Regions from separate parts of the Mus musculus genome. Here all the other regions are linked to region 3. A link is a contact called in public HiChIP or PLAC-seq data. All regions are on one chromosome and are shown on one strand. The core of a region is the stretch at or near the end of the contact, and the rest is flanking DNA. Distances in the headings are between cores, read along the strand shown. Region 1 has its middle 75 kb from the start of Gm23815. Region 2 overlaps Gm29683 (predicted gene, 29683). Region 3 has its middle 59 kb from the start of Gm24120.

Region 1 (4,183 bases), core at 1,547-4,046, 440 kb before region 3:
CATTAAACATCTGTGGAATGATTGGAAGGACCCTGGAGCAAGCATGTTTTAAAATAGAACAGGATTTTTAAAAAGAACAGCAATGTTTTCTGGACTTGTAGATAATTGCCTGTGATAGTTATAAGAGGAAATTAAGGTTTGAAAGTGAGATGTTCACACTGACTGGAGAATTATGTGTGGTGTCCTCATGGTCCTGTAGTATTAGACCTGCCTCCAGCTCTATGAGCTCTGTGAAAACCTGTGGAAACACCAGCAACAATCTCAGAAGTCTGGCCTCTCTATAGTTCTGACATCAAGGTGTTATCAATTTCACCTAACTCGATCTCTAGCCCTCTTTTCCTTCCTTCCTTCCTTCCTTCCTTCCTTCCTTCCTTCCTTCCTTCCTTCCTTTCTTCCTTCCTTCCTTCCTCATATGTTATATATATATTCATTGCATTTTTGCGTCCACCTCTTGTCTTAAAGTGGATATTCCTTCCAGCTTTTGGTAGTTTTATTCAGATGACTTCTGTGGACCCCAAGAGTGAAAAGACTGGACAATGATTGAGTTTTAGGTTAGTGAGTTCATTTCAGCATAATATGGCTCCTTTACAGATAGGTGTCTAAATCAACTTGCATCCTGAATAGCAATGATAGACTCTTCCTTTATGTGCTGTGTCTAGTACATACTCAGTGAACAACCCATGAATCAGTGCTCAAAGAAGGTTGCACCTGATAGGCATACAGAGAACAAAACAAGAATCCACAGAAACCCCCACATGTGGAGAGCGCATGATTTACCTGGAGAACACTATAGTCCAAGCCCATTTCAGGGATTCCTTTGTCCTCAGAGATTCCTCATTACATGGGTCCCCATGTCATCTCCAGTTTTACAAGTACAAAGATGGTCGGAAGAGGTTTGAAACCTCAGGTGACTAGCACACAGAATAGCAACTGGACCCAGTGACACCTAAGCCTGCCAACCACAATGCCAGTCAAGAGAAAGAGCAGGAGAAAGGAACAATCAGACTCCTTGTCAGCAGACTGTGACTCCAGGAAACAGAAGTGGAAGATCTGTAAAGGGCAGAGGACCACCAAAACCAGCAGAAGGACCAACAGAGATGCTCCCCAGTTTAGCAATAAAGAAGGGGCAGCTTGGGAATTTGCTCTCATCATCCCGAGCTTTGAATTCATCACTTTCCTCAAATATAAAGCACTGCTTATAGTCTCCTTGTCTCAAGACTGTCACATGATCTAATCTTGGCATTTAGCACCTGTGACATGACATCACCAGGCCTTTACTCACAGTCATTAATTTATGAATGGTGGAATCCATAAGTTAAGGAGAAAGCGCTATCAAATACTACATACATAGTTACATATAGAAATATATAAAATGTGTTTATTTAAATGTTTGTACATACATGGGCATCTACATACATGTAAAGAAGAAAATGCAACTTTAAGTTCAAGCATCTTTATTAGCCATGGCATACTTCTCTCCTTGTCCAAAGAGAGCTGAATTCCCCATGCATTTGACCATCTGCGAATTTTAAACCTTCTGTGACACATTTACAAGTCCAGTGTTTTTTGTCCCCAAAGCCCACTCTTTCTGCTTGAAGTGGGCAGGCAAGCTGCACACACGGCCTGGCAGAGCCCGGGTTCACTGTAGCTATGGGAAAACTGCCTGCAAAAACACTTAGGGAAAAAACATTGCATCCAATCTCGAAAATTAGTATTAACTTCAGATGTTCAGATTTGAGTAGGGAAGGCTCTGGTCGACGAAAGACAGGGTCCAGTTATCTCACAGAATAACACAGTTGTAAATCTGAATAAAATTAAAAAGAGATCAAACCCTGTAGACAAATGCTTTGGCTAAATGCCCTCTCTTGTGATCTGAATACCAACTACTGTGTTGTATAGTCATTTATAAAGGGGCTTGGAGGTAGGCAATAGTGTGGGGGGGGAGGGTCATTAATTTCAGCCCACCCAGAAAGGTGTTAACTATGCCCCATCCTTCTGGCTAGATGATAATGAAGCCGCCTCTTTTGTGCCTCCCCAGAGGAGGCATATATACTGTATTACTCTACAACACTGTTAGTACAGTGTGATTGCAGTGAATCAAATCTTGTTTATCCTAAGGATGGGGTGGGCTTGCCCAGCTAGGGGTTTTATTTTTAATTGGGGTTCACAGCAGACTGAACAACCTCTTAGTTGAAAATTCTGGATAGCTCTGGGGGCACATTTGGTTAACCCTCTCCCTGCTGATGCCTACCACCCTTCCCAGGGATTGCTGAATTTCATCCACAAAACGCGTTTGATCCCACAAAAGACATACTAAAATATATCTTTCTGAAGAACCTATATAATTTGAAGGAGACTCCCAGAGTAAACATTGGGATTTACTTTCGTGACTCTGGGCTAAAAACGTATTGTTATTCTCCACTAAATATTTTCCAGATTCATTTTGCACATTGAGATTTGGGGTCCTGAAGATGTTTCAAATGACTCATGTAGAACATGAGGACATTAGTTAATGAAGCAAAGACTAAGTTCTGCCAGTACATGTTGGCTGGCGACATGTGGTTTCTGTTCTGGTGACATCCATGCAGTTACAGGAGAAAGAGAAGACTGTGCCATGGATTTTTAATCTGGTAGTTGCTAGGACGGCATCATTTAGAACTCTAAGGTACTGTTTATTTTCTGCCTGAAGTGGGCAGCCAAGCTGCACACATAACCTGGCAGAGCCCATTAGGGGCAGCATCACAGGGAGGACTCTGTGCTTTGTAGTGACTTCTGGTACGCCCATGGTGGGTTTCAAAGCCTCTTCACAGAGTGACTCATGGGTGGTAGGCTTCAGTGTCTCTTTATTCACTGACTCATGGGTGATGTACCAGCGTGGGAAGAACAAAGGTTTTGAAATCAGAGTCGGTTCAACTTTTTCCCGAAACTCAGTGTGATTATAAAATTAAAAAAGAAATATAAGGCTGGGATAATAGAACAGTTAATCAAGTGTTTCCATTGCCCCAAAGGGGTTGTGTGTTCTGTTGCCCAGTACCTGGGTGCCACATACTTATAATTCCAGTGCTGCAAGGCAGAAGCCAGAAGATTTCTGAAGCTTGTGGGCCAGAGAAAACTAGCCTACTGATTTTCTTTCTCAGAGGCAAGATTCACACCACTGAGCAACCCTGTCTAAAAAATACATGCCCCACCTAATCACAGCCACATAGGCACACACACACACACACACACACACACACACACACACACACAGAGAGAGAGAGAGAGAGAGAGAGAGAGAGAGAGAGAGAGAGAGAGAGAGCAAGAGAGAGAGAATCCAAAGGGACATAAGTTTTGTCAGCACTTAGTAGCATATCAAATAAAAATTGAACAGGAATTTCCTGGCAACTTGCAAGTATACAGTTCATATATTTCTTGTAGCCCTCACTCATGAACACAACATCTAAGTCTTACCGTTTCTTTATATGTATATATTTTGGAGGAAGAGATGTCACAGATTTATCTCTGATACCTTCTGATGAAGAGCTCAATGAATGTTCATTGAACAAGTGCCAGTAGCCCAAATAGAGTCTAAGTAATGTTTCATTAGAAAGCAAACTTGGCCAGAATAGACTCTATCCTATGAGTAATGATTAAAGAGGATTCAAGGATGGTCATTTGTTATCAAAATGCAATATAACATGCTGGCTCCAGGGTTCAGAGGGTAAAGTGACTAAGAGGAGATAGAACTATTTGCCATGATGGAAATACAGTTAGTTTGGGAGGATGAAGTAAGTGACCCAAGGTTTAAATGGGACCACAACCAACAAGTAGGTTTTCCCTGGAGCAGAAAAACAGGAAAAGATTTTTGTATTGGGTTCAATGGTTAAAATAAACGTGACATAGAAAGATGCATGTGTGCACTGTGGAAAAGCATGTTTTAAGTACAGACACTTGTCACTTTCTGCAGCTCAGAAAGGAAGCGATTATGAATGATACCCCCCCAAAGAGACAACTGACAAACAGAAATTCATAATAATTTCATATACTAAAGTAGGTTTGGAAATAGGGTACCTTACATATAGAACTTACGCTTCAATAGAGATAACACAGAGACCAAAGTACATGACTAATATTCAACACCCTTTTCCACGTCTCCATGTGAAGCAACAGGAATCACTTTGTCATCTTCAAAATTGGAAATTAT
Region 2 (4,385 bases), core at 50-2,549, 320 kb after region 3:
GAGAGAGAGAGAGAGAGAGAGAGAGAGAGAGAGAGAGAGAAGAGAAGAGGAGAGATCGCGGGTGGAGGGTAGAGAATAACGTCAAGACAGAAATCTAGAGACTGAGCTGGCTCCTTGAAAATGCTCACTCGGTTACCCTTTACCCGCTTTGGGCCCTGCCACCTCCTGGACCCTCACTCGAGCCTTTGGCATCTCGGATTGGCCTCCCCCTCGGGCACAAACAACACCAGCGCCATCCGGGCCCCTCGGCGTCGGCTCCCTGCCTAAGTCTCAGGACCTGAAGCTTAGTGCCCAGATGCAAAGAGCAAGGAGTTGGGGGTGGGGGTGGGGTAGGAACAAGCCTCGTGGAGGAAGAGTGGGTGGGTAGGAGAGTTGTTAAGGGAAAGGAGCAAAGAGGGCGGAGTGGGAGGGGTGGAACGGGAATACTGACACCTGGAAGGCATTGTCTTTGCTAGAGACACCTGTCAATCTCTGCTCAGGGGTCTTGAGGCCAGGGGCGGGGAGGCCGCCGTTCTCCTTGGTGATGTCATCTAGGAGTCTCGTCCCTAAGGAGGGTGGGAATGGCTCCGAGGGCGCAGAGCCCAGAGGGCTTAGAGAAGCGTGGGGGAGGAAAAGAGAAAATAAACAGAAGTAGCTCTCTCGGCTGGCAATTTACATGGAAATCAATAATCCAACTTTAATGTTATTTTTAATCTTCCCTGACCGTCTTGCCTTTTCACTAGGGGAGAGGGGATGAGGTTACAACAGCCCATCCCTCTACCCACACAATCGCTGGGGAAGTCTTGTTATCTCAAATCCCGGTGCAACCAACCCTTCCCCCAGATCCACACCCCGCCCCCCTTTTCTGCGGGTCGTTCCAAACGCTGCCTTCAGGCTTGAGAAGGAAACACTTTGGGACGAGTTTTGAAAGTCTTCCGATACTGCACCGGGTGAAGGGGGAGTTAATTAACGCCAGGCATGCTCAGCGAGTGGGAGAGGGGGCCTCGGCGTGGGTGGGCGGGCCAGGTCGACTGCAGAGGTGCGCGCAGTGCGGGAGGCGCGGGATCTGGAGGCCCGAACTTGCGGGCCTTTGCTGGCAGGAGGTGATCGGAGGTGGCTCGGGCAGGGAGCGCGGAGATGCCCCCAAGGAGTCCCCCCGTTAATCCTGGGGAATTCTGATCTCCCACCTACTGGGCCCCCACTCCCAACCCACCGTGTGCTACAGAACTCTCATTCTTTTCGGCCGGAGCTAATTAGCAGCCTGCCAGCGGCCTGATTTATGGAAACGCTCGGGCGGGCGGAGACGCACCGCTAGCGGAGCTCTGGCTGCCTCCGGGCGGAGCGAAGGAGGAGTCTCCACCGACCTCCTCCGACGAATTTCCCTCCTCCCTGCCAGGGGGAAAAAAAGAAGAAGAAGAAGTTGCTGTTTCATCGCTTCGACCTGGCTGGTCCAGGAGCCTACCCCCTCGCCCTAACCACCTTAACCTAGGACGCGGGGATGTTTAGGTTCCTGTGGGCAAGGCAGGGACTGTGGCCCAGTAGCAGCATCCCGCAAGTGTTGAGGCCACCAGGTTCCAGCTCCGGCTAGAATCGGAGCCTTCCAGCCCTGGGATCTCAGCTCAAGGTCCCCAGTGAAGGGACGTCGGATCTAAAGGCTCTTAGGGAGCCGCAGTAGGACCAAATCAGATCTCTAGGCAGGAAGGAGAGATGGGCGACTGCAAAGGGACAGACTCAGATGTCTTTGTCTGGATCCTAGAGGCCGCCGCCGGCCGTGTTCCTTTCCACTTTCTAGTTATTTTCTTTTTGGTGTTCTCCAGTGAGGTCCTCTCTTCGGTTCAAGCGAGTGTCCAGCGAAAGGCCATTCATTATTAGAAGCATTTAGCCAGGCGTTTATCCAAAGAAACAGTGCAAACCTGATGTTTGCCTTCCTGGGTTGTTGTGGGTGACCCAGGAGGAAGGGGGAAGTAGATCCCCCCCTTTACCCCGCGGACCCCAGTAGCGAGGGTGGAAGGAGGGGCCGGTGAAGGACAGAGGAATCTCAGCATGGACCTGTTGCTGGCGCTTAAGCAGCCCTTCTGCTCCTCAGAAAAGCACTGTTTGCCAGTGTTTCTCCAAGATGCACCAGAGGGACGCGACCGTGAGAGCATCTGTGCCTGCTAGAAGCATTTGGAAGGGACAAAACAGGCAGACCCAGAGGCCAGAGGCTTAGGCAGCCTCTCTGGCTCAGGGTTGAACTGGAAACTGGGCAGCGCAGGTGTGAAAAGTGGTAGGGGCAGAAGTCTCTGGCAAGATTGCCCGGTTCCTTAAGCTCGTTTCTCTCTCAAACCCTATCCCAGCACTCCAGGCCTTTCTGTGACTGAAAAGGAAGTGGTTGAGAACTGATTGTCTCTACAAGCTCAGTGTAAACTTTAAAATACCACCCCGTTCTGCCCTTTTCAGAAGTCGTTTTTTGATCTTCTGGCTGGTACAAGAGCAGCGCCAGCAACCTTCACCTCAAACCTGCAGACACCTGTCATTTCCTACCTATAGGGCTCGGATCCTCTCTCCTTGTGGAGACCAGTCTGTGTCATAGAGAGCATGAAGCTTCCTCTTGGGCCGAGAAAATTGAGAGAGAGAGAGAGAGAGAGAGAGAGAGAGAGAGAGAACGGGGGTGGGGGAGTATTTTCAAAAGGTAACATTCATGGAGTCTTCCAAACCCCTGACAGACTGTGAAACAGAGCCTGCTCTCCCTCTATAATGTGACATTCAGAACTTTGAGTGACTATAGCCTCCCCGAATTCCTAAGGCCTGTCATCTGCCTGGCCTGGACACACTACCTTAAGCCAAATCTATCACTAGTATGGGAATTCAAGTGGAAACCAGCAGGCTCACCAGCATGTCCCCCTTTGGCTCTTTGTGGGCCTTGATCCTCCCCTCGTTCCTTGCCATTCCCCAGACCAAAGCTTCACCGCTGCTTCACGTTGCTGACAGGCCAACTGCAGCCCAGTGAATGCAGCCCGTTAGGTGGCCAAATAACACCCCCCCCCCGTTTGTCTTTCTCAACGCTGATTTATAGCAATCGACAGGGTAAAGGCTCCTCTGACATCATTATTTTTAAAAGATGTCTATTTCTCATCCGTCACCTTTCATCACTTAGCACAAATAAATACTTAAATGAATTGGAAGAGACTTTCAGATCATGTTTATAATTCTTGGTTGTCCGTTAACATTCCTAATGACCTGGTCCTCTGAGTTTCTCTAGAGTCCTAAGTTGGGTTCAAAATCCTGCTGTTTCTGCTTTAAAACTTCGACGAAAGTGGGTGAAGTGGGGGCTAAAAGAGACACACAGTTAAGCTGCAAGTTTGCAACACTGTGAGGAGGAAAAAAGTTTCCTGGCAGCCTGAAGGTACAGGCCACTGGGGAAGGAGAACATCGCATGGTTCAGGGGACCCACTAGACCCGGAAGCTGAAAAGAGGCCCTCAGAGCATGGGCACAAATTTTGCACGACTGTTGGTCCTCGGAGCCACACTGCAAAACCACAGTGACATCTCCATTATACAGGAGTGCTGCGCAGAGGGACTACCGCCACTATTACTTCTATCATCATTTCCAAAGAGGTCTAAGGGGCATTTCCTCTCCTGCGTCTTTATTAGCCTTTATGAGCCTGAGACTCGGGAAATGTAGAAGCGAGGTGAAAACGAAATCGCATGGATTGAAATCCATGCAATAAATCAAAATTGTTTCTTCACTTTTTTGCTGCCATTTATTTGGTCTCTCTCTCTCTCTCTCTCTCTCTCTCTCTCTCTCTCTCTCTCTCTCTCCCTCCCTCCCTCCCTCCCTCCCTCCCTCCCTCCCTCGTCACCAATGGGTTGCAAAAACTAACGAAATAAGGGAATGAAAGAAAATGTACAGAAAAGAAAACAGAAGAGAAGAAATGGCAGTAAAGAAAAAAAGAGAAAAAAGATCCAGTTTGGAAAACAAAATGAAAGCCATGGGATGCACGAATACACCCCCCCCCCACACACACACACACCCTTCTTCTTATTCCTCATCCTCCTCTTATTTCTTGTTTCTTCTTTTTTGGATGGGGTGGGGTGGGGGTGAGAGGGTGGGAGACTAAGTCGATAGAGCCCAGTGGATGGGGAGAAACCTCCTCCGTGAATTTTAACCAGCCCACCGCAGATAGGGAAATAGGGAGGATGGCTCCGGCCGAGCTCTCTCTACAGCATTCTAGAACCGCTCCGGACCCATCAAGAGTTGGAACTTTAGAGATTCCAGGAAGATTCAACACAGAGCCTGCCCGGGCCTTGGCTGGTCTGCCCTCCCTGCAGCCACCCTCTCCCCTCCCCCCCCCTTCACCCCCAGAAGCGGCTTCGGGTCTTCTCTTACTCATGTAGGCCACTAGGCCTGAGAGAGTCTGAGTACC
Region 3 (4,116 bases), core at 547-3,046:
TCATAATGGTCCTCCAAGAGACATATTATCTAAAGGGGCTTTGTACCTTTAGGTTCACTGGTCTTAACAATTCACAATGAGAAATATAATATGTGTGTGTGTATATATATGTGTGTGTGTGTGTGTGTGTGAGAGAGAGAGAGAGAGAGAGAGAGAGAGAGAGAGAGAGACAAGAGAGTGAACGAGAGACAGACAGACAGACAGACAGAGACCTTCCTACTAGAAAAACTTTTCTTCACAAAATGGAATGTAGTATGTCCCCATTGGTTTCATGTGTTGTCAACACCATTTTGTTAGGAAAGGCAGACTTCATAGTTCTCTTTCATATTGCTGACTTAGAAAAGCACTAAATGACCAGTTACCAAGACCCAACATCGATGCTCTATGGAAAGTGTCAGATGGAACAACAGTCCAAAGGGTCCCTGAGCATGGCCAACAACAAAAGCTTCATTAACTTTTCTGGTCACAATGTTAAGAAATACACATTGAAAATTAACTTCACTATACATTAATGAGTGGAAAGGTACATGTGAGCATTAGAACATCATCACTCAGTAGAAGGTTGACAGACAGATACAAGGCAAGTATATGAAGAAGCATTAAGAAACAAAGCCTAAATGAGGGCATGTTTTCTTTAAGAAATGCTGGGCAGAGTGGAACAAGTGTACTTATAGAATTTCTCAGAACTTTGAAACTATAAGGTGCTTAGTGAAAGTCTAAGTAATTGTGAAATCAACAAGTAAGAGTTTTTGATTCATTTTTTAGTTTCCAGGATTAATTATTAATGTCCTTGAAACAATAAAATTCTCCTAGAATAGTTGAAGAAACTATCCCGGGTGGGGAAAGCTATGAGAAAACTAATAGTAGATAAGTAGTAGATATTAGGACACCAAAGCTTCCCCCCACTTTAATCAAGGTACTTTCTTCAACTGACAGTTATGATAGTAACTGAGTTCATCTATATAAAATGTTTAAAACAGTATTGAGAATAAACTATGAAAGGAAACTCTCTTTAATTTATTATTGCTTTATTGGAACAAAATTACCTGTTCTCATGAGGCTCAGAGTTTTGGTCAAGAAAACAGGCATTGGGATTCATGACTGGTAAATGTTTTTGAATGTGGGATCCAATGTAGTCTTGCATGAATGTAAAAAGAGTAAATGAAGTCATGAATTGAAATACATTGTTGATATTGGTATGGCTATGTGAATGAGAAATGCCTCAAACCTATAGGAGTGCAAAATCTTCTCTATACAGCCAGTGTCAGAAATACAAGTCCTCCCCCTCTTGTCTAACTATGAGTGTTTAAGAATGATTTAATGGTATGCGCAAAAGTTAGCAAATGAAGCTTCATCCATCATGGGGTTTACAGTCTGAGACTGAGACCTCTACAGAGACCTCTTACAGAGACTAGATAACTGTTACATTGTGCTGTAAATAATAATGTGCTGAGGATTTGAGTTGTGGTATAGTTGATGCCATTCCTTCAAAGTACGGGCATCTCACCTGACCACCAGCTTTCCTGTATGTGCATGTGTGTGCTTGCCTTTCTTCTTTCCATCTTTAGTCAGCTTTCCAGTAGCTAAGTCATTCAGGCCATGGCAGCTGGGGAGTGCCTTTTAATTTCTCAATCCTCAATAATACATACATATCATCCCTTTAAGAGCTCAGGGCAAGTTACACAAGAAGAGCAGGAAGAGTTTAAGAGCTGAATAAAGGGAAAAGGGCTATGAAACACTGTCTTCTCTGTAAGCTGTGGTCATTACCACCATGAAACCACAGCAACTCTGGATGCCTACATGGAAAGTAAGCAAGACTGGATCTATCATCACTCAGTTGTGAGTAGGGAGGGACTCAATTCCATAGCTGATGACTGAATGAGTCACTATCTACAGTGATCTAGCTGCTGATGAATTGTTCCAGTGAATAGCTCTATACCCATGCCTACTGTCTGCTGTCCATGCTTTTTAAAATATACATATAGCTAATTTCCTAGGAAGTTCTTGGATTTGTATTGGTTTGCAGAAAAGTTTTTATTGTTCTCACTATTAAGCTTTGAATTAGCAAGTACTTCTATTATATACCATGCTATTTTTACTTTTATTTGTTTTTATTGTTCCTTTGATCCATTGATATATGATCTCACTATGCATTTCTAACTAGCCTTGAAACTATATGGCCTGAGCTATTAAACCCAAGCTATCTCAGGACACAGTAATATGCCACCTACAAGGCCATTATTTCATTTATTCCACTCTTTTTTCTTTACCTCTTTCCTTTTCCTTCCTTCCTTCCTTCCTTCCTTCCTTCCTTCCTTCCTTCCTTCCTTCCTTCCTTCCCTCCCTCCCTCCTTCCCTCCCCCCCCCCCTCCTCCTCCTCCTCCTCCTCCTCCTTCTTCTTCTTCTTCTTCTTCTTCTCTCTCTCTCTCTCTGTCTCTCTCTGTCTCTCTCTGTCTCTCTTTCTTTCCTTTTTTTTTTTTTAAGACAGAGTTTCTCTGTGTACCTCTGGCTGTCTTGGAAATCTCTTTGTAAACCAGGCTGGACTTGAACTCACAGAGATCTGGCTGCATCTGACTCCTGAGTGCTGGAATTAAAGGCACAACCACTGCCACTGTCTGCCTTAGTATATTTGTTCTTATCAACATCGCACTTGATCCTTTTATCTCATCATTTAAAAACAAACAAAAACAAAAACAAAAAACAAGAACCTTCTGATCTATGCATTATTATGATATTTCCAAAGTCAACCATTTTGGTTAATTTATCTATTTACATTTTAAATGTTGTCCCCCTTCCTGATCTCCCCTCCACAAACTCCCCATCCTGTCCTTTCTCCCCTTTGCCTTCTAAGAGGGTACTCCTCCACCCATCTACCTACTCCTGCCTCACCATTCTAGCATCCCCCTACTCTGGGGCACCAACCCTCCACAGGACTAAGTGCCTCCCCTCCCATTGATGCCAGATAACGCCATCCTCTGCTACATATGTAGCTGGAGCCATGGACCAATCCATGTCTATTCTGGGGTTGGTGCTTTAGACCCTGGGAGCTCTGGTGGGGGTGGGGGTTCCAGTCAAATTTAAACACCTAAAATTTTTATTTTCAGATTCAACCTACTTAGAATAGATTTGTATAGATCAAAAGAGGTCCAATTTAATCCATTTTAATAAAGATCTTAAATTTACCAAAGAATTTTAATTTAATTACCAGGCCTCCTATTTTTTTTAATATTATCTTTGTTACATGACATATTCTTGATTGTGTGAGGCCACTATTCAGCAATCTGTGGGCAATGGTCTGACTTTACTTTGCTTCTCTGCTATTTCCATCTTCTCAAGTTTTACTCTTTTTCCATTACCGTTTGCTTTGTTCTCCCTGACTACCATACAAGCAGAAACAAATATTAAAACCAATAAATGATATGATGATATGAAAAGATAGTTCTCAGAAAGAAACAAACAAATGAATGAACATACAAATAGCCAAGAAACATGTGAAAAATATCTTTAGCCCTTGAGGAAATGGATGAAAATGACTTTGAGGTTCCATCATATATCCCTGTTGAATGACTAACATCAAGAAAGCAGTCACCGGTAGATGTTGGTGAGGAGGTGAAAAGCAAGCAACCCTTGGTCACTGGTGGTAGGAGAATAAGTTGGTGCAGTCACTACAGAAGTCATGGTGTGAGAGAGCAACAAATCATGACCCAGGGACCATCTGAGAGCTTATGGAAGTCAGTGTAGACAGTTTTCAGAAAACTCAAGTCAGAACTACCATATGACTTAACTATATCACTTGCTGCTATAATCAATAAAGTAGTAACATGCAGGTTCTGCCTTAGATCTTGGACATCATGCTGATTACTGAGTCATTCACAAAACACGGAAATAGAACAAGAATAGATACTCATCAACAGATGAATAGAAAAGAAACCATGATGCCTATACACAATAGAACTTTATTCAGCCATAAAGAGAAATTATATAAGGACATTTTTAAGAAAATGGATGAAGATAGAAATCATGTGTTACTTAAAATAAGCTAGACATGGAATGTGTGCATGCATGGGTGTGTGCATGCATGCATGAGTGTGTTTTTATGTGCATGTACATGTGCAA

Evidence for each region. HiChIP or PLAC-seq counts read pairs in DNA pulled down with a chosen protein or histone mark.
Region 1: a CTCF HiChIP or PLAC-seq map of the NIH/3T3 cell line shows a contact between it and region 3, with 9 read pairs. The contact joins two enhancer-like sites. A contact is called at or near these places in 1 of 15 datasets of contacts at CTCF or cohesin (the NIH/3T3 cell line), 1 of 484 Hi-C or Micro-C datasets (adipose-derived mesenchymal stem cells) and 1 of 115 datasets of contacts at active chromatin or transcription factors (the NIH/3T3 cell line).
Region 2: a CTCF HiChIP or PLAC-seq map of the NIH/3T3 cell line shows a contact between it and region 3, with 9 read pairs. The contact joins two enhancer-like sites. A contact is called at or near these places in 7 of 39 promoter capture datasets (the 3T3-L1 cell line, 3T3-L1-derived adipocytes, embryonic stem cells and 3 more), 1 of 15 datasets of contacts at CTCF or cohesin (the NIH/3T3 cell line), 3 of 484 Hi-C or Micro-C datasets (adipose-derived mesenchymal stem cells and uterus) and 3 of 115 datasets of contacts at active chromatin or transcription factors (embryonic forebrain, embryonic stem cells and stem cell-derived neural progenitor cells).

Annotation. Positions count from the first base shown.
Region 1 is chr7:69,571,210-69,575,392 of GRCm38.p6, forward strand. No RefSeq gene overlaps it. Among named protein-coding and RNA genes, the nearest start is that of Gm23815, 75 kb to the left of the region's middle. Within about 2 kb of position 2,797, at least 15 of the 459 cell types and tissues checked have an H3K27ac peak or open chromatin away from gene starts, as enhancers often do. A contact at or near this core is called in the NIH/3T3 cell line, where this site is marked.
Region 2 is chr7:70,330,597-70,334,981 of GRCm38.p6, forward strand. The region is part of intron 1 of Gm29683 (predicted gene, 29683); the gene reads right to left. Among named protein-coding and RNA genes, the nearest start is that of Gm29683, 5.0 kb to the right of the region's middle. Within about 2 kb of position 1,300, at least 109 of the 459 cell types and tissues checked have an H3K27ac peak or open chromatin away from gene starts, as enhancers often do. A contact at or near this core is called in the NIH/3T3 cell line and adipose-derived mesenchymal stem cells, where this site is marked.
Region 3 is chr7:70,015,050-70,019,165 of GRCm38.p6, forward strand. No RefSeq gene overlaps it. Among named protein-coding and RNA genes, the nearest start is that of Gm24120, 59 kb to the left of the region's middle. Within about 2 kb of position 1,797, at least 36 of the 459 cell types and tissues checked have an H3K27ac peak or open chromatin away from gene starts, as enhancers often do. A contact at or near this core is called in the NIH/3T3 cell line and adipose-derived mesenchymal stem cells, where this site is marked.